Linked DNA regions of Mus musculus: all the other regions are linked to region 3. A link is a contact called in public HiChIP or PLAC-seq and capture Hi-C data. All regions are on one chromosome and are shown on one strand. Each heading gives the region's core, a stretch centred on a gene start, on an enhancer-like site or on the middle of the called end of the contact. The rest is flanking DNA. Distances are from core to core; before and after follow the strand shown.

Region 1 (2,700 bases), core at 51-2,550, 350 kb before region 3:
AGCTAAGAAGAGATTTTATAGGACAAAAACCTGAGTGTCCCAGACGCTCCCTGGGTGGTTTGGGATAATTTCCAATTTCTCCCTCATGGTCTTCAGAGTGTCACACATTTAAGCATACACCCCCCCCCATCTCCAAACCTCCCTTCCCTCCCCATCTCTCCCTCCCAACTGCCTCAGGACCTTTGCACAAACACTATATATATCCAGCAGGGTTGCTTTCCTACTATTAGGACTGACCTCCGGTCAACGCTGCACACTCCCTTCTGGAACTCCCCTCTGCTCTTTTCTGGGCAACCTGGATGTGATGATGGGCTTCTTTGAGTAGGCTCACATCTCTTTCACACTTTTCTACTATGCAGAGGGAGGCTCAACACCCCGGCTGCTCAGAGTGTATATATGGAGTAGGATACAGAACCCCCTTCTTTTTAAGTCTTGTTCCCAGGCATGCCCCCTAAGGATACAATGATACCCCTGAACCTCAGTGTCTCCAACTGTAAAGTATAGGGATGAAAGTATAGTTGGCTTTAGTCTTAACCTCCCCATTTGGCTTTGCCACATTATTTTAAAGCCTCTCTCTCCCTGCCGCCTCCTGTGTGTGTGTGTGCTCGAAATGCCCACAGAATCCAGAAGATAATGTGGCAGATCCCCTAGAGATGGAGTAACAGACGATTGTGAACAGCCCAACATGCGTACCCAACCAAACTTAGAACCTCTGCCAGCGTAGCAAGGGATCTTAACTGCTGAGCCATTGTCTGTCCCCAACTTTGCCATGTTCGTAAGCTGTATCCTCACATGCTAGCCTTTAGAGGCCATACCTTCCAGGATTTGAGCTGGCTGTGTCTAGTGGCTTACTTCAGAGTCATGACCATGGTGTTGGGGAAGCAGATGTGAGGCTGGCGTGTGTCCAGCCTGGACATATGGACCAGTGAAGAAGTGTATGGCTCAAAGGACCTTGTATATAGGGTGGTGATATTTTCCTAGAAGACATGATGATTGGTCAAAGGGTTAGGTAAGGAGGAGTTGTGTGCTGTTGCAGATGGCTCATGGCCTCCGAAAGGTGCATGTGTCCTAGGCCCACGCAGATATCATGGTTGTGGATTCCAGGCCTCTAGGGTGAGAATGGCTGTTGGAGCCTCAGGCTGGGGGACATAGTGTAGAATGCAGCTGCTACATGCTGTGGACGGGAGTTGGGTGAAAAACAAAGATGTTTATTTCAGCCTTTGAGCTAAGGACAGGGCAGCCTCTGACGAGCTGTGGAGACACCAGGTGGCGCTCTTGTAACACACATTCCAGCAGCCCTTGGGCCGAGCCCAGAGTGCCGAGCGCGGGAGCCCAAACCACAGCCCGCGGTGCCCCACGGGGGCCCAGGGCAAGGGAGCTCTGTGAGGGATTCTGGGAGCACATTGGGTAAATGGTGGAGAAGAAGTCACGCGAGGCTGTGTTCCCCAACCCCAGCGCCGGTACTCCTGCCTCAGCGCCTGGCTTTCGTGGTGCCAGAGCCCTGTTATCTCAGCCAGGGCCAAGGAAGCCAGGCGGCCTCCGAGGGATTAAGCATTCTGCTGAGCCAGGCATATTCTGTGGGTCTGAAAAGCTGTTCTTGGAGAAAACTGGGCCCTGCCAGGCCAGGGTCTGGCTAGAACTTTGATCAGGGGTGTTATAGGTGTGCTTGGCCTTGAAACTTGTTTGTGGCCCCAAGGAGGACACCCCCCCTCCCGCCGCCCAGCCCCCAATCCGGCCTCTGAATCTAGAGCAAGCTGTATGTACATCTGTAGACGTGGCGCACATGTGTGTGCACGCCGTGTACGTGCAAGTCTGCTGAATGTGCATGCACGCCGCCAAACCCACCCACCCCTCCTTGCAATAGGAGACCCTGGCCAGGCCCAGGTGCAGGGCTGTTTTTTGTCTCTCAAACCCCAGCTTGTTTTCAAATCCCACACAAAGACAGCTGCATTGAAAAAGTCCTAGCACACACTCCAGCTCCGTGAGCCCCACAGCCCGCATACCAGGGAACTGTCCCGCCATGCCTGCGGTTAAAACCCGTGAGCCGCGCGGCCGGAGGCCTGGGGGATGAGGTCATCTCTCCAGTTTCCTCCCTTACTGTGAGGCTCCCTGGCCCCGCAGGGGCGACCCACCTCCCTGCAGCTGGACCCTTCCTGGCCCGCCCTTGCTTTCTGTAACTCTCTTGGCAGGCCTCAGTTTCCCAGGGGCAAAATGAGATCCGGTGGGCTCTCTGAGCCCTTAAAACAGCCCTTGCTGGGTCCTACTTTCAAGTGGAACAGGGTCAGCTCCCCAGGTCCCAGACCCTCGTTCACACTCAGCAGGGCCTCACATGTTCTTGCATTCGTTTTCACACCCTTTCCTGCCAGTGGAGACTTTATTGGCGTTAAATTCAGCGCCTAGCTTCATGTCTTGGTGCTGTGTCTAGGTTTTGCTTTGGTTTAGTTTGTTTTCACGGTCTATCTGTTGTAGAGCTTGCTCTTAGCTCTCCATCTTCTGTTGCTTGGAGTCACAGCGGGTGTTCTGTTTTTTTGGCTGAGACACGCCTTGGGTTGTACCTAGTGTACCGTTGCTGCTTGCACTGTATTTGGCCATGTGTCCCACTGCCTGGTCTGTTGTTCTGTCTGAGATCTCTTATGGGGGCATTAATATCACACCTGTTAGCTGCACTCGTGAGAGTCAGTATGCTTACTCTATCCCTGT
Region 2 (2,700 bases), core at 34-2,533, 410 kb before region 3:
TAATCCCAAGGCAGTGGAGACCTTGGAGGCTCTTACTAGCTGAGACGGTCACAGAAAGAGCCTGAAATAAATGTACTTCTCCGCCCCTAAGATAGGAAGAGCCCAGAGCACGACAGATCTGGCACCCAAATCCTGGGGTCCTGAACGTACTTGTCCCTAAACTCTCTGTGCCAGCTTACAGTGATATGTGGGTAAAACTAAGAAGGTCACTGCATGCATGAATTAGCATGGCACCCCTCATCCCCTTGGTGAAGAGACCTGACATTGCTGACAGAGCAGGACGTAGATACAACTATGAGGAGCTGGGTCCCCACCCCTACACCCCTCCCTCCTGCAGCCCCTGAGCTTGGGCTGAGTTTCCAAGGTGCTGCGGCTGATGTAATCTCCAAGTCTGAGGCTCACAGTTTGGATTGCCCTCCACCCAGACCCTCCCGAACAATGGGTAGCCCTTTCCCTTGCTCATGGCAGACTTGTCCTCATGATGCCATCCCTGATGGAGAACATGAGGTAGAAATGTGGCTAGAACATAGCTCCTGCTTGCCCTTCCTACCTTCTCAGCAGAGGACTGAGCGACTTTCTGGCCCCACTCCTATGCAAGCTGACCCTGGTGTGAGCTTACCTGCCCGTTCCTTCCAGATTCCTGGCATGTAGCTGCTGGTGCTGAGTGTTAGAGGCACTTACCTACTGCAGGCTGTGTTCCTCCCTCGATCCACCCACATGCCACACCCAGCACCTGGCAGCCAATGATGTCTTAGAAAGCTGGGCATGAGTGAACCTAGGGTACCACCCATCCACCAAGGGCTAGATTGGTGCCACTGGTCTGAGAGCACATCCAGGCTGGCCAAGAGCCCACTGTTACATGAAGAGGGGTTACATGAAACATGGGTCCTTTCCTCCCTGGGCTCTGCCTGGCACAGACGATGAGTACGGCCTGGGTGTCTGTACTCTAACATGAGATCAGAGGTCAGATGGGAATTCTGCTTCATTTCTCACCAAGCCTCAGTTTCTCTAGTTGAGGAAACAAGAACTGCCTTAAGGACACATGATCCATGAAAGGGTGTCTGACAAGTGGTCCCAATGATGATAGGCAAGCAGATGAACTGTCTCCTGAGGTCCCAGAAGGTCTGGAGATGTCTGCCCTGATCTGTGGTGTGCCACACTCCTGGAGAATCCTATGGTGTGAGTGAGCTGAGTACTAGCTACTTACCAGTCAGGCAGTCAGTGCCTTGGACTGCATGAGGACTGCCTCCAAATTGAGGCTCAGGGCTGTTGCTCGTGATGCTTCTCATGGCTGTGACACTGGCTTTTTTCCTGTTGATCTATCCAGCTCCTTCAACACGAAGTCCCGGTTTCTCTTCCTGTAGACCGAGATACTCATGCCAAGCTTCCAGGCGGTTGTGAATAACTGGGGAAGACCCTCATGACAGCTCTTGACAGTGTTTCTGTGAGCCCTTCCCCCAGAGACCACAGGATCTGGCTTTCATTACTTTGCCATGAACCCCAGGGGTAGGAGGATAGGGGTTGGGCAGCAGCCAAGGACCCAACATTAGCCACCAGAGGGCGCCAAGATCACAGGCAAAAACAGGACCTGGGTGGGGCAGGGAGAGGGGTCTCCCTCTGGCTTTGTCCTAAGCAAGAGGGCCACAGTTACATCACCATCTGAGCTAGCATGTCCCCTAGCATACCTGTCATGTTACCTTGACATAAGCCATGCCCATTTGATGCCCTTCTAAAATTACAAGCTGGGCTGGGGGCTCAGACCAGCTCTAGCCACTTGAGCCCTGAAGAGCAGGGACTATAAGCCTTGAGTGCTTGAGAGCTGTGGGGTACAGCTCTGGAGGAGGGTACATAGCGGGGGCCTAGGTGGAATGGCCGGATCTCAGTATAGAACAAGGCCAGAGTTCACTGGATTCTAGAAATCTAGCCTAAGTTCATGTCCACCAAGCAATCCAAAGCCTAGCCTTCCTATGTCTGAGGACTAGGTGGAGAATAGGAGTGCTTCCAGAACCCTTCCTTCATCTGCTGCTGCCCCTTTACCTCCATCTTTTGGACACTCGAAGGACTGCACCAAATATTCCCTAACCGTTCTAGGCCAATACCATATTATGGTTCTCCTTACCCACAACCTTTCATGGACCCCTGTGATCCTAATAATCAAACCCAGAAAGGCCCTGACACTTTTTCTTTTGCTCCCTTGGGGCACCACTCCTTGGAGCATCTCCTGCAGGCTTGTCACCACAGGCTCCCATGTCTTTCAAGGACCCCTTCACCCAGGCCCACACCCACACAGGGCACATCCCCTATAGCTCACTTCCCAGGCACCCCAGCAGCGTTGCTCAGTGCTGCTTTGTCATCTGAAATGACCTTTGCTTCCTCATTTGCCCATCAACAGCCACTTCCCCCATAGTTCTGCTGGACCCTGGGCAGCCCCAGCCAACCCCAAGTGCAGAATATGAAAGTATACAGAACATGTGCCCAAAGGCAGTTGTGTGCCTGAGCATGTGCATAGTCATGAGCCATATGAAGGCATAAGTGGGGTCTGGGGAGATAGCCATTTAGTGGGAAGCAGCTTCCAAACCATTCCAGGCCCTGGGCAGATAGACATTGGGCAAGGCTCAATTGCCCGTATGCTCTCATTACGAGCACTGTGATGAGGGGACAGAGAATCAAGGTGCCATGGAGGGATACCTAAATTGCCCT
Region 3 (2,700 bases), core at 129-2,628:
GAGCAAAAGGTGGCCAAACCACACCCAGACCTACTTCCTGACCTGGCAAGGCTCTGAGCCCCACTGGCAGATGACAGTTCATTCAAAGGCACTTTTTTTTTCCTTCAAGATTTATTTATTATATGTAAGTACACTGAAGCTGTCTTCAGACACACCAGAAGAGGGCATCCAATCTCACTACAGATGGTTGGTTATGAGCCACCATGTGGTTGCTGGGGTTTGAACTCAGGGCCTCTGGAAGAGCAGTCAGTGCTCTTAACCGCTGAGCCATTTCTCCAGCCCTCAAAGGCACTTTGAATGGTTCCCGGGATGTGGAGAGGGAATAACACCAGATAGGAGACCCTTTCACTCCCACCCTTCCACACATTCGCCCCAGCAGGAACTACACAGACCACACAGTTGTTAAAAAAAGAAAAGTGACATTGTTTATTTGGAATGAAAATATGGTATAAAAAATATTAACACGGAATGGTGGGTTGGAAGCAGGTAACCAATATAAATACGGTCCAATAAGTTAGCGCACCCGCACAGCGGGGCAAGGCTCAGCAAGCACGGGAATATCTTCGGTGAAGAGCAGCGGCGGCGTCACCCGGGGCATCCCCTGGGCTCCTGGGCTCCTGTCTGATGCGGCAGCGTGGGCTGGTTCCCGGCTCAACTGGTCCCGTGCGTTTCTGTAGGGAGAAGACTGAGTCAGGAGCTGCCCGGGTGCAGCTTTTAAGTCTCCAGGTGGGCCGAGCAGCTCCTGCCATGCGTTCCAGGTCCCCTCTCCAAAGGGTTTTCAAAGACGTAGGATTCCCCCCTCCCCCTCCCCGTGGCTTTTAAAATCGAAGTTTTCCCCACTGGGAGGCATGACCCCCATTCACTTTCCCCATGCCCCGTACTCCGACGCCGTGGACAAGTTTGTTACTCACCACGGACCCAGAGCGCTCTGCTCTCCCGGCTCGGAAGGCATTTCAGACTCAGAGCGCTGATACCGGTAGCGGGGAAAGTCTTGCAGCGCCCGACGGTTCTGGAAGTCGATCAGCGCCATGGTGATGGCCGCGTTCCAGCAGCTCTCCACCGTGCAGCGGAAGTCGATCTCCTTGTAATAGTTGGTGACGATGGTGAAGTACACGTACTTAGAGGTGTGCTCCACGCAGTCCACCTTGAGGATGGAGTGGAAAAACAGCTCCTTGGCGGGGCTGGTTTTCCCGGAGAAGAGGCGCAGGCGGTCGGCGGTGAGCACGCAGCGCTTCTTCTTCCATACCTGGAACAGGCTGTCGCTTCGCTTCTCCAGCTCGCCCTCGCAAAGGATCTCGTCGGAGGTCTTCACGGTTTTCGAAGACATCACGATTTTCGAAGCCATTTCGAAAGGTTGCACCAAATGCGCTCGCTCTGCTGCGGGCCGCGGCCGCGGCGTGGTCTTTATAAGGACTCCGCCCCGCAGCCCAGACACGCCCCGGAGTCGGGCACTCTCAATCCCAAGCAGGCTCTCGGAGCTGCCCCCCACCAACCGCCCCAGGCTGCCCCTTACCCATTGCTTGAAGCTACCGCTTATCGGAGGACGGAGGGTGGGGGGCGAGAACTGATTGGCGCCTCTCTGACGGGAGCCCCGAGCCTTCCCTCCAGCCCCAACGTCCCAGCTGCCAGGTGGAGTGACTTGTGGTCCCCTCCCCGCCCAGGCTCCGGCCCTGCCTGCAGAGGAATGCACCTCAGCGGTCCCTGCCCCTCGTGACTCACGGGCCGGGAAGACCTGGGAAGCGCCCGACCCCTAGACTGAACTACCGCGCTCAGAATCCCACTCACGGGGAGACCGAACACGCGGGTCGTGGACTCACGGGTTCTTTCCAAGCCCTGGCCACCGTCTCCTCCCACCTTGGGCGAGCATCCAAAGGCCACCCACTAGACTTTCTTGGGAAGTAGCCCTGCCCCAACAGGCTTTATCACCCAAGTTGCTCCCCAAAGTTGTACCTCGAAATTATCTCAGTTTCTTTTCCCTTCTGTAAAATGGGACAATGACCTTTTAGTAAGTTAGACAGTGAAGAAGTGGAGGAGGAACAGCACCCTGCAGTGCTCAGCCACGTGAAGAGAAAGGCCTGCCTCTTTCCCGTGTGCCCCAATCTAGGCTACAGACACCTCGGGCTGCGACTGTACAACCTCGACGTGCTGGAAACTCACGATGGGGGCGGGGGGGGGGGACGGGAGCTAGCAAAGCTAGCTTGGGGAATGAGGGGACCGACCTAAGGGCTAGGGGCGGCGGGGGCGGCGGGGGCGGCGGGGGCGGCGGGGGCGGCTGAGTCATCGCCTTTCAGTGCAAGATTTTATTTACCCTCTGCCTTTAAAGGTTTAATAGTAGTAGGAAGCAGACGCAGCTCCTCCAGGGTTCCCAGGGATGGGGGAGGGACTGGCCTAGGGACCCCAGGAGTCCCCTGCTATGGTGGGATGGGGGCAGGGGTGCTGGGGTGGGATGGAGGACAGAGGCGCTACAAGGAAACCCTCAGCCCCACCCCTTCCCCCTACCCCCACCCCTTCTCCCACCTCCACCCCTTCCCCCATCCCCACCGCCACCTCCACCCCTGGCTGTTGGAAAACCAGACACCATGCTTCTAGGTGGACTGGCTCCCAGTGAAAACACAGGTTCCTCCATTTAAACAATTGAGACAGCCTAAAACTCCAGTTCGGTGGCCTAGTGTTGTTCTAAGGCAGGTTTATACCACAATA
Region 4 (2,700 bases), core at 168-2,667, 450 kb before region 3:
ACTCAAATGACTTTTAGTGTGATATTACTCCAGCATTTGGTGACTAGTGTTACTTTTGTTGTGACACCACTTCAGCCTCCAAGAACTATAAATGTGGACACAATCCTTCACTGTAGCAGCTATACCAGCCTGAAGCCAAAACAAATGCACAAATTAACTCTCAAGAAGCCTACTAGCCTAGCCGAGTAGAGATAGCTCCACCCAGGCAGCTACTGGCCAATCATCAGGTTTACATGTAAATTATACATAGTTCAAATTTTCGCCCTTTAGACAACTGGGCATGGTGTCCTAAACCTACAGTCTCAGCACTTAGGAAGCAAAAGTAGACAGAGCTCTGTTCCAGGAACCAGGGCTACATTGTGAGATTCTCATTCTCTGTCTGTCTGTCTGTCTCTGTCTGTCTGTCTCTCTCTCCACATATATATTATAGATATTCCTTTCCTTTGTTTAAATATATATGTATATCTATTCCTTTTTAAACATATTTCCAGTGTCCTGTAGCCAGAGGGGTGCCAGGTGTGATCTCCATAGGGAACAATGTCCTTAACTGCTCAAAGATTTAAGAACATGGAGTGACCTGGAAAAGGCTGAGTCTTGGGAACTGGTCCTTCCATGGTTCCCAGTGAGTCTAATGAAGCAGCCCCATTGCCCTTCAGTTTGGGGAAGGGAATGCCAAGATTTCACAGGAATATCATCTATGATGACAGCAGCCATTCCTCACCCGGGAAGGAAGCACCTCTGCCCTCTGAATCTTTCCTCACTTCCTTATTAATCCCAGCTTTCAGGGAACCAGCTAGAGGATGGAGGATGGACTCTTGGAAGGCACAGCCAGGATGGCATGAATATTTGAAGGTGCCCCTGAGGGTTCTCGAGCCTAAAGACTGGCTAAAGACATTGGGTACACTATTGACCTTCCCAAATGCAGCCTCCAGAACTGCAGCCAGGAACTCTATCTGTGAGATAGGGGATTAGCAAGGCTACAAAGAATTCCATTCTAGACCTTCAGGCCCACGGAGTTGCTGCCTGGGAGATCAATATACACAAAACATGTTAACTTTTAAGACTCTTTACTGTCGAGACACCTCCACTAGGGTACCCTCCGGGAAAGTCCAAGGCGTCCGAGTACCGGAGGAAGTAAGTGTGGCTTCTTTGGGGCAGTATCTTGTGGCCAGTTCTTAGTCGCGACCCAGAAGCCTGCCCCGAGGGTTGGGAACCCTTAAGAAACTTGGAGATTCATCCTGCGCACGCACAGTGCACCGAGTCCCCAAGAACCAGCTGCACCAAGTTCCAGAACGCTTACTCTGGGACTGAGGTGGCAGCACCCACCCAAGTACCCCTGGTCCGGGCACCCCGCGGGCGGAAGGCGGGGCCAGGGGTGGAGCGTCCTCTGGGCGGGGCCTCGGAGGGGCGGGACCTAGAGGTCTATAAAGAGTGAGGAGCTAGGCGCGCGCGCCCGGTCCGAGCGAGCGCGTCCTTGCTTCAAAGAGATAGTGACTCTCGCGCCTCCGGCTAGGCCTCCAGCCCTTCTCTACCCTACGTCTCATTCTCCGCAACGCAGTTCTCCGGCCCGCAAGCGCTCCAGGCTATCTGCCAGTCCCGGACCCCGGTACTGCGTCCCCATACCGCCCGCTCCAGGACCAATCCAAGCTCCGCAGGCCGCGCACCGCCATGGGGGTGGAGGGCTGCACCAAATGCATCAAATACCTGCTCTTCGTCTTCAATTTCGTCTTCTGGGTGAGCAGCCACTGGGGACAGGGCGCACCCCACGGTAGCCAGGCTGGGCAGCGCGCTAGGCCCTGCTGAGAAGGCGCAGCGCAACCGCGAAGTTGCGGCGCCACCTGTGGGCTCCGTGCGCCGATCGGGGTCCTGGCGCCCCTCGCCAGCGGGTTGAGGCCGAGGGCTGAGCTTCTGGGCCTCGGCTCGAGGGGCTTCTGGGGCCGGGAAATCAGGGGATCGCTGGCCTGTCCCCTCTGAGTGCTGGGAACTGGTGCAAGAGTCTGCGGGCTAGAGCCAGGTAATCAAGAGCCCTCAGCTATGAAGGGGGTACTCGCACCCTCCTGAATGTTGTTTTGGGGACCATCCTGCATCGCGAGCAGTGAGGGGGGTCGAGAAGGGCGGGATCTTGGCGCCCCGCCCCCATGAGCTCATCCTAGCCACCGCCCCTGGATAGGCGGCCTCGAAGTGGTGGGGGCACGCTCCGTACTTGCCTCGGAGACCTCAACCCCACTATTACTCCACCCTTGCTTACCCTCCAGCTTGGTATTGCCACCCTGGGGGCTCGAGCTCCAGGCCTAGAAGGCAGGGCAGCCCGGGCCGCGTGCTGCTGCGCACGGTGCCCCAGTTCTTGGCCACCCCCACCCCCATTCCCCCAGCTGCCCCTCCTCCTTGCCTGTCGTCTCCTGCACAGATTACAGCCCCGGCCTGACCCTTAGATCCTGAGAGGAAGAGGGTATGCAGTTCTGAGTTGGTGAAGGCCAGGGTGTTGCAAAGATCTGGGATCTGTACAAACCAGGAGCTTAGGATCTTTTCCTATATACAGGATCTAAGCTGGGCTCTCCACTTTGGAAAGAAGTGCACACCCATTTGGTCATCTTGGAAAGGAGACATGGGTATAAGAGGGTCTCCAAGTGTCCCTGGGTCCTGACTGTCTTCACTGCTGGGGAGTAGCCATTGGTGGTATGGGCTTCTTTCCATTTCCTA
Region 5 (2,700 bases), core at 41-2,540, 500 kb before region 3:
CCTCCCAGGTGCTGGCTGTGGGAAGCATGCTCTGCTTTTGTTTTTCAATCAAATATGGCTAGTTCACCGAAGGTCAATACAAACAGACTTCCTCCATCTTGAAACGCCTATGCCTGTTTGCCCAACCCCTGGACATTTCCTGAGATTTGACTCTATCACACCCTTCCCCTCTGTGCCAGTTATGAATTGGTTAATGCCATCAGGTCGGTCATGAGACACATTTGCCACTTGCAGAAGTCCTGTTTGGGGATTAGTCCCAGGAGGACTTTGGGACATGAGGTCTAACCAAACACTAAAGGTTTTTACGTAGCTGGACAGTTACAGGTTAGTACACCCTTACAACCAATGCCATGCCTTATAACCATAGGTCCTTCTCTTTCTGCTCCCCTCAAGACTCCACCCCTCCCCATGCTGCAGTGTAGCCCAGCCTACCCAAAGGGAGGCCTCATGCCTACAAAAATCCAGTTATCTTGGGCCAGGCCAGAGCAACAGCTGGTATAGAAACTGCCCCCCTTCCGGCCTGCCCTTCTTCCTTCCCCCAACACAGCCACTAGGTTACAAGGGTTGCTGACAGATAGGAGGACACAATGATACCTACTGTGTCTGCTGTGGTCTGAGGTCCCCACCCACTGGGGAACCACAGAAGGGAGGAGAGTAAAGAGGAAGGGAGGAGAGGGGAGGTGAAGGGAGGGGAGAAGAGAGGAGAGGAGACGAGGGCAGAGAGGAGAGGAGCTGAGCACCATGGGGCACTGGAATCGAATCAAGATTGCCAAATGCCAGATACTGATCACCAACTTCCTAGTCTTGGTAACATGCATGTGGGGCAGGAGTGGATGGGTGGGCAGGCAGGAGAGGAAATAGTTCACCATGCCCGGGCTTCCAGCACTGTGGTCTTCCCTCCTGCCACACCACAGTCCCTCAGACTGGTTCTGGGTCCCTGGTGGCCACCTTTAGAGGACTGTGAACATCTGTACCTGATGTCCTTGTAGGCAAGGGTCAGTGAAGAGCCTGGGAAAACCTAGGTTGGCTGGTGACTTAAGAGTGTGCAAGGACTACCCGGAAGGGGTGCTGCTTGGGACCCAGAGACTGGGACTGCCAGGTCAGGGACTGCAGACGAGTCTCTGCAGACAGTTTGATATGAGCTCCTGGGTCTTCAGATGGGAGGACACAGCGATACCTACTGTGTCTGCTGTGGTCTGAGGTCCCCACTCACTGGTGAACCACAGAAGGGAGGAGAGTAAAGAGGAAGGGAGGAGAGAGGAAGTGAAGGGAGGGGAGAGGAGAGGAGAGGAGAGGAGCTGAGCACCATGGGGCACTGGCTAGTGTGTTTTCTACTTATCTCTGTGTGTAGTACACTATCTGTGAGTGCCTGCCCACAGAAATATGTAGGCCTCCTGTAGCTGCCTTGTTCCTGTGCACCAAGGAAGCTGGAGGGAGCCAGGCTGGGGGCCTAAGAAGCCCAGACCCTATATTCTGTCAGGGTGAGGGGCCTCTGCAACTCCCCAGCGCTGACAGTGAGCCCACTTCACCCTCAGCTGCTGGGCCTCTCTATGGCCACCATGGTGGTTGTCATTCACTTTGGAGACCACTTTACTGTGATTGGCCATGCATCGTTGGAGAGGAACCCCTATGAAACACTGCGCTATTGGGGTAAGTGAGACCAGAAATGGCTGTGGAGTGGAAGTGAGAGGGCTCCAGGGCCAAACACATCTGGGAGGAACAGACCTTACTCCCCAGCCCTAGGCTGCCCAGAGGAGCTGGCTTTGGCCAAAAACCAGAGGTCAGGAGTAGGGAGAGGCAGCCCCAGTGTCTGGGTTGGACTAACAAAGGTGGGGAGGTTTAGGCGACAGCAGGCACTCCTGCCTTGATTCGCCTGCCCCATAGCAGTGGTGAAGCTGTGGCAGGGCCCAGATCTATGTGTTCAGGGCAGGGATCTCCTGGGGCCCACTCAGGTGGGCCTGTGGGGCTTGGCAGGGAATACCATATACAGAGGGCAGAAAATGTGCAGCTAGGACCCAACCTGCCAGGGTGCCTCACTTCCACAAGAACAAGGCCACTTTAATAAGAGGAATGCAAGGAATCTAGGAAGGTCACCACCCAGTAGGAAAAAGTGGAAAACTGAGGCCCCTGAATGGGGGATGGGTAGCCCCAGTCCCTGCCTTCCAAGGCACTAGGCCTCCCTTAGGCAGGAAGCCTGGGGCCTGGGCCTGCACTGATAAGGTACAGCCTACACTGTCACCTGTCACTAGAGTATGGGGATGTCCTTAAAGATAGTCTGTGAGGCAGGGAGGACAGGAGGAATGGGGGAAAGAGTACTGTCTCTTAGCTACCTTCTCTTCCCCCTTCCTTCTCAGCCTCAGGAGGACAGGCTATTGGGCTATGGACATTCCTTCTTTTGAGCCAGAGATATGTGCCTTTTGGGACCTCCCCGAAGGTCAGTTCTAGCTCTGTGACTCCCAAAGTAGATAGATTTCAGATCCAACCTCTATGCCCAGTCCCCAGGCTAGATTCCATACCCTCTGTCTTTCTCTTCCCACAGCCTTCTATGTGGGGATCAGCCTAGCGGGGCTCCTGAGCCTGGGAGCTGCTCTGAGCACCATAGCCACTGTGAGGGAGGCCCATGGCCTCATGGCTGCGGTAAGTTCCATGTGCTGCCAGACGACCCCGGCTCCCAGACCTCAGACGGGGACAAGAGCTGGA
Region 6 (2,700 bases), core at 112-2,611, 260 kb after region 3:
TCAGACAAAGGGGCCACAGGTGGAGAGACTCCCCTTTCTTTTTAACTGTAGTACCAATGTGAGAATGCTTTCTCTAAGGCTCTGATCACACCCACCCCAGGGTCTCTGATAGTGCCTGCTCTGACCCAGGACACTCCATTCTGTGCTAGGTGAGGCTTCAGGGGACTTTCCCCACACTGTCCTTTTAGAGCGCGACATTAAAGCCCAGGGTCCTGAGGAACTGTGGCTAACTCTGAAGCTTCATGTCAGAGTCTGGGACTTTGATGATGGGTCTCAGGGCCCCAAATCTTCTTAGGGAGCAAGCAGGAGAGTTTCTGGTACCCTCATGGAGGCGAGTGTTTCAGAGCAGTACCTTTTTCCACAGAGCCCATGATGGACCTTGTCCAAGATCCAGGGTATGAGGACCCAGGCTCTGGGGACAGGGACTGCCAGGGAGGAACAGCAATAGGAAAAGATAGACCAGGGCTGGGGGGTAATGGAGTGGAGAAGAGAGATGGACAGACAGACACAGAGAGAAATAGAGAATAGAGGTAGAGATAAAGAGGAAGGGACAGACATGGGAAAACATAGTCAAAGATGGAAAGAGATGTATATTGTGTACTTTACGTATGACCCTCATTCCTGGTCTGGGCTGTGTCCCCTACCCAGAACCCTAGCTATCTCTGTACTCACTGAGACCCAGCCTCCATCAGACCCTGCTTCCTCTCACAGGGCCAAACCTTCTGCAGTGTCCTGATGAGTATCACCCACCATCTCATCACCAAGCATCCTTCCTAGCACCTGTGGGAGATGGTGATTCAACCTACCAGTTCAGCTGTCAAGGTCAGAGTACAGGTCCTCAGGACCTTGAAATTAAGGACTGAACCTTCACGCATCAGAGTGGTGACAGAGGCAAGACTCTTCCCCTCTGTGAGCCCCCAAGGGTGTAAATCCAGACATCTACTCCTGTGTGGATTCTGGCTGGTGGAGCCAAGGCTAGATCTGAAAGGGGATGCGGTAGGTGGGGTGGGGCATCTTCCTCATCCTTGTTCTCCAATGGACCTGGAGCAATGAGTTTCAAGCCTGAGCCTCAGCTTCCAAGGCTCCCTTAACTGCCTTCCCCATAAGGTCCCTTTTAGAGGACATCCTCAGAGCCACCAGCACCCCCCTGAGAGCCAGGCAGGCAAGTGATGTAGAGGGTAAGAGAAGGGGTGCTTCTTGCTTAGGGAAGCAGGTAGAGGGGCATATTAACCTTCTCACCTGATGACCGCCTGCTGACAGTGGCTGTCTCCAGCTCGCTCAGCCCACACTTGTTGTCTTGATCTCCTCCTGGCCCCTAAATCCCCTTCTGTCCTCTGAGGCTGGCTCCTGCCAGTTCCCTAGAAGTGGGGTGGGTGTGTCACCTTTTCACGGAAATCAAAGGAATGAGCTCAAACAGAGCTGTCAGTGTGGGAGGCTCCTCCTTTTCATCTGGGAGATGAAAACAGAGAGCCTTGCACGCCGCCCATTCTGGAATGGTCCCTGGCCTTAGGTGCTCGGGACCAAAGGAAGAGATGACATCTGTAAAGATGGATCAGTCAGTAAAGTTCTCGCTATGCAGGTATGAGAATTTGAGTTTGGATCCCCTGCACCTTTAATAAAAGTTGGGCATCATGGTGCATGCTTGTGACCCCAGTACTGAGAGATGGAGACCAGAGGACTCATGGGACTTGATATTCAGCTGGCTATGCCAATCACTACATTTGCTGCAAAGTCTTATCTTTAAAAAATAAGGTATTGGGCCAGTGAGAGGGCTCAGTGGGTAAAGGTTCTTGCCACACCCAAGCCTGACAACCTAAGTTCAATTCCAGGGATCCCCATAAAAGAAGAAAATTGATTCCTAAAAGTTTCCCTCTGATCTGGACACATGTGGTGGCACATTTGTGCACACACACAGATAAACTTAAAAACATATTTAAGCCAGAGGTTGTGGCCCACACCTTTAATCCCAGCACTTGGGAGGCAGAGGCAGACAGATTTCTGCAAGTCTGCACAGAGTTTCCAGGTCAACCAGGATGGTATTGTGAGATGTTGTCTCAAAACAACAACAGCATGGACTTTAAAATGTTTTTTAATGTGTAGGGTAATTAAGAAGACACACACTCAGTGCTGATCTTTAGGCAGCACATACACCTGCACAGATGTGCATGCACCTACACACATGTGCACATAAACTCACACAGCAGTTGGAAGGGAATAGGGAGAGTCCAATAGAGCTAGGACTGCACAGTGAGATATTCTGGAGACTCACTGGCAGAGGAAGGTCCTGGGGAGCTGGGCACCCAGACGTTGGGTGGATAAAGACCAAAGCATGCTCTCATGCCTGAAGGTCTCTGGTTTATCTTCAGATTCCATCAAAAGCCAGGCGCACCCTCCAAGTCATCCAGTACGCATGTGCTTTCAAGGCTCTGTGTTATGGTTAGCTAAGTAAATATGCAGGAAAACCCATCTTATGGTGACTCAGACAGCTGTGGCTCAAGATGGCTGCCATCATGTCAAGCCAGATCCATACTCTGTCCTCTGTGGGATGCACCCTTACAACACACACAAGCACTGTGCAGCCCCAAATCTCCCCAACTTTTCATTGTTCTGGTAGGCCTTTGTTGTTGTTCTTCTTCAGGGCTTTGCCCTCAAGGATTAATATAATTGTCATAGTGTGCCGGTACTGTGAGGTGATCTAGA

The links. HiChIP or PLAC-seq counts read pairs in DNA pulled down with a chosen protein or histone mark. Capture Hi-C pulls out chosen DNA fragments and counts their contacts.
Region 1: an H3K4me3 HiChIP or PLAC-seq map of embryonic limb bud shows a contact between it and region 3, with 8 times the contacts expected there. The contact joins the enhancer-like site here to the promoter of Phlda2 in region 3. A contact is called at or near these places in 13 of 39 promoter capture datasets (the 3T3-L1 cell line, the C10 cell line, the HPC-7 cell line and 8 more), 3 of 15 datasets of contacts at CTCF or cohesin (the G1E-ER4 cell line and embryonic stem cells), 63 of 484 Hi-C or Micro-C datasets (B cells, the Ba/F3 cell line, the G1E-ER4 cell line and 23 more), 23 of 115 datasets of contacts at active chromatin or transcription factors (Th17 cells, astrocytes, bone marrow-derived macrophages and 15 more) and 3 of 9 other capture datasets (adipose tissue, embryonic stem cells and pancreatic islet).
Region 2: an H3K4me3 HiChIP or PLAC-seq map of embryonic stem cells shows a contact between it and region 3, with 53 read pairs. The contact joins the promoter of Trpm5 here to the promoter of Phlda2 in region 3. A contact is called at or near these places in 23 of 39 promoter capture datasets (the 3T3-L1 cell line, 3T3-L1-derived adipocytes, the C10 cell line and 16 more), 2 of 15 datasets of contacts at CTCF or cohesin (embryonic stem cells and stem cell-derived epiblast-like cells), 15 of 484 Hi-C or Micro-C datasets (the G1E-ER4 cell line, the HL-1 cell line, the N1E-115 cell line and 5 more), 10 of 115 datasets of contacts at active chromatin or transcription factors (craniofacial prominence, embryonic basal ganglia, embryonic hindbrain and 5 more) and 2 of 9 other capture datasets (adipose tissue and liver).
Region 4: an H3K4me3 HiChIP or PLAC-seq map of embryonic stem cells shows a contact between it and region 3, with 6 times the contacts expected there. The contact joins the promoter of Cd81 here to the promoter of Phlda2 in region 3. A contact is called at or near these places in 5 of 39 promoter capture datasets (cranial neural crest, frontonasal cranial neural crest, hematopoietic stem and progenitor cells and 2 more), 2 of 484 Hi-C or Micro-C datasets (both in embryonic stem cells), 28 of 115 datasets of contacts at active chromatin or transcription factors (the SCID.adh cell line, acute myeloid leukemia, astrocytes and 18 more) and 2 of 9 other capture datasets (adipose tissue and pancreatic islet).
Region 5: an HNF4G HiChIP or PLAC-seq map of pancreatic cancer cells shows a contact between it and region 3. The contact joins the promoter of Tspan32 here to the promoter of Phlda2 in region 3. A contact is called at or near these places in 17 of 39 promoter capture datasets (the 3T3-L1 cell line, 3T3-L1-derived adipocytes, the HPC-7 cell line and 10 more), 7 of 484 Hi-C or Micro-C datasets (CD4 T cells, the G1E-ER4 cell line, the HPC-7 cell line and 2 more), 12 of 115 datasets of contacts at active chromatin or transcription factors (acute myeloid leukemia, cardiomyocytes, double positive thymocytes and 6 more) and 1 of 9 other capture datasets (adipose tissue).
Region 6: a contact with region 3 is called in a capture Hi-C map of embryonic stem cells, with 4 times the contacts expected there. The contact joins the promoter of Mrgprg here to the promoter of Phlda2 in region 3. A contact is called at or near these places in 24 of 39 promoter capture datasets (the 3T3-L1 cell line, the C10 cell line, the HPC-7 cell line and 11 more), 2 of 15 datasets of contacts at CTCF or cohesin (large pre-B cells and pro-B cells), 20 of 484 Hi-C or Micro-C datasets (B cells, the G1E-ER4 cell line, the HL-1 cell line and 6 more), 16 of 115 datasets of contacts at active chromatin or transcription factors (the 230-238 cell line, the SCID.adh cell line, T-cell acute lymphoblastic leukemia and 8 more) and 4 of 9 other capture datasets (adipose tissue, embryonic stem cells, liver and 1 more).

The regions. Positions count from the first base shown.
Region 1 is chr7:143,152,736-143,155,435 of GRCm38.p6, forward strand. The region is part of intron 2 of Kcnq1 (potassium voltage-gated channel, subfamily Q, member 1); the gene reads left to right. Among named protein-coding and RNA genes, the nearest start is that of Gm28821, 13 kb to the left of the region's middle. Within about 2 kb of position 1,301, at least 105 of the 459 cell types and tissues checked have an H3K27ac peak or open chromatin away from gene starts, as enhancers often do. A contact at or near this core is called in the N1E-115 cell line, adipose tissue, bone marrow-derived macrophages and 10 more, where this site is marked.
Region 2 is chr7:143,093,359-143,096,058 of GRCm38.p6, forward strand. It overlaps Trpm5 (transient receptor potential cation channel, subfamily M, member 5), which reads right to left and starts at 1,284. Exons shown (of 25, transcript NM_020277.2): 1 at 1,208-1,284.
Region 3 is chr7:143,501,146-143,503,845 of GRCm38.p6, forward strand. It overlaps Phlda2 (pleckstrin homology like domain, family A, member 2), which reads right to left and starts at 1,379. Exons shown (of 2, transcript NM_009434.2): 1 at 912-1,379; 2 at 403-671. The coding sequence starts at 1,345. The coding sequence ends at 671.
Region 4 is chr7:143,051,333-143,054,032 of GRCm38.p6, forward strand. It overlaps Cd81 (CD81 antigen), which reads left to right and starts at 1,418. Exons shown (of 8, transcript NM_133655.2): 1 at 1,418-1,734. The coding sequence starts at 1,669. It overlaps R74862 (expressed sequence R74862), which reads right to left and starts at 2,354. Exons shown (of 5, transcript NR_110354.1): 1 at 1,705-2,354.
Region 5 is chr7:143,004,369-143,007,068 of GRCm38.p6, forward strand. Tspan32 (tetraspanin 32) reads left to right here and starts at 1,291. Exons shown (of 8, transcript NM_020286.3): 1 at 1,291-1,650; 2 at 2,540-2,637. The coding sequence starts at 1,551.
Region 6 is chr7:143,765,632-143,768,331 of GRCm38.p6, forward strand. Mrgprg (MAS-related GPR, member G) reads right to left here and starts at 1,362. Exons shown (of 2, transcript NM_203492.2): 1 at 1,240-1,362.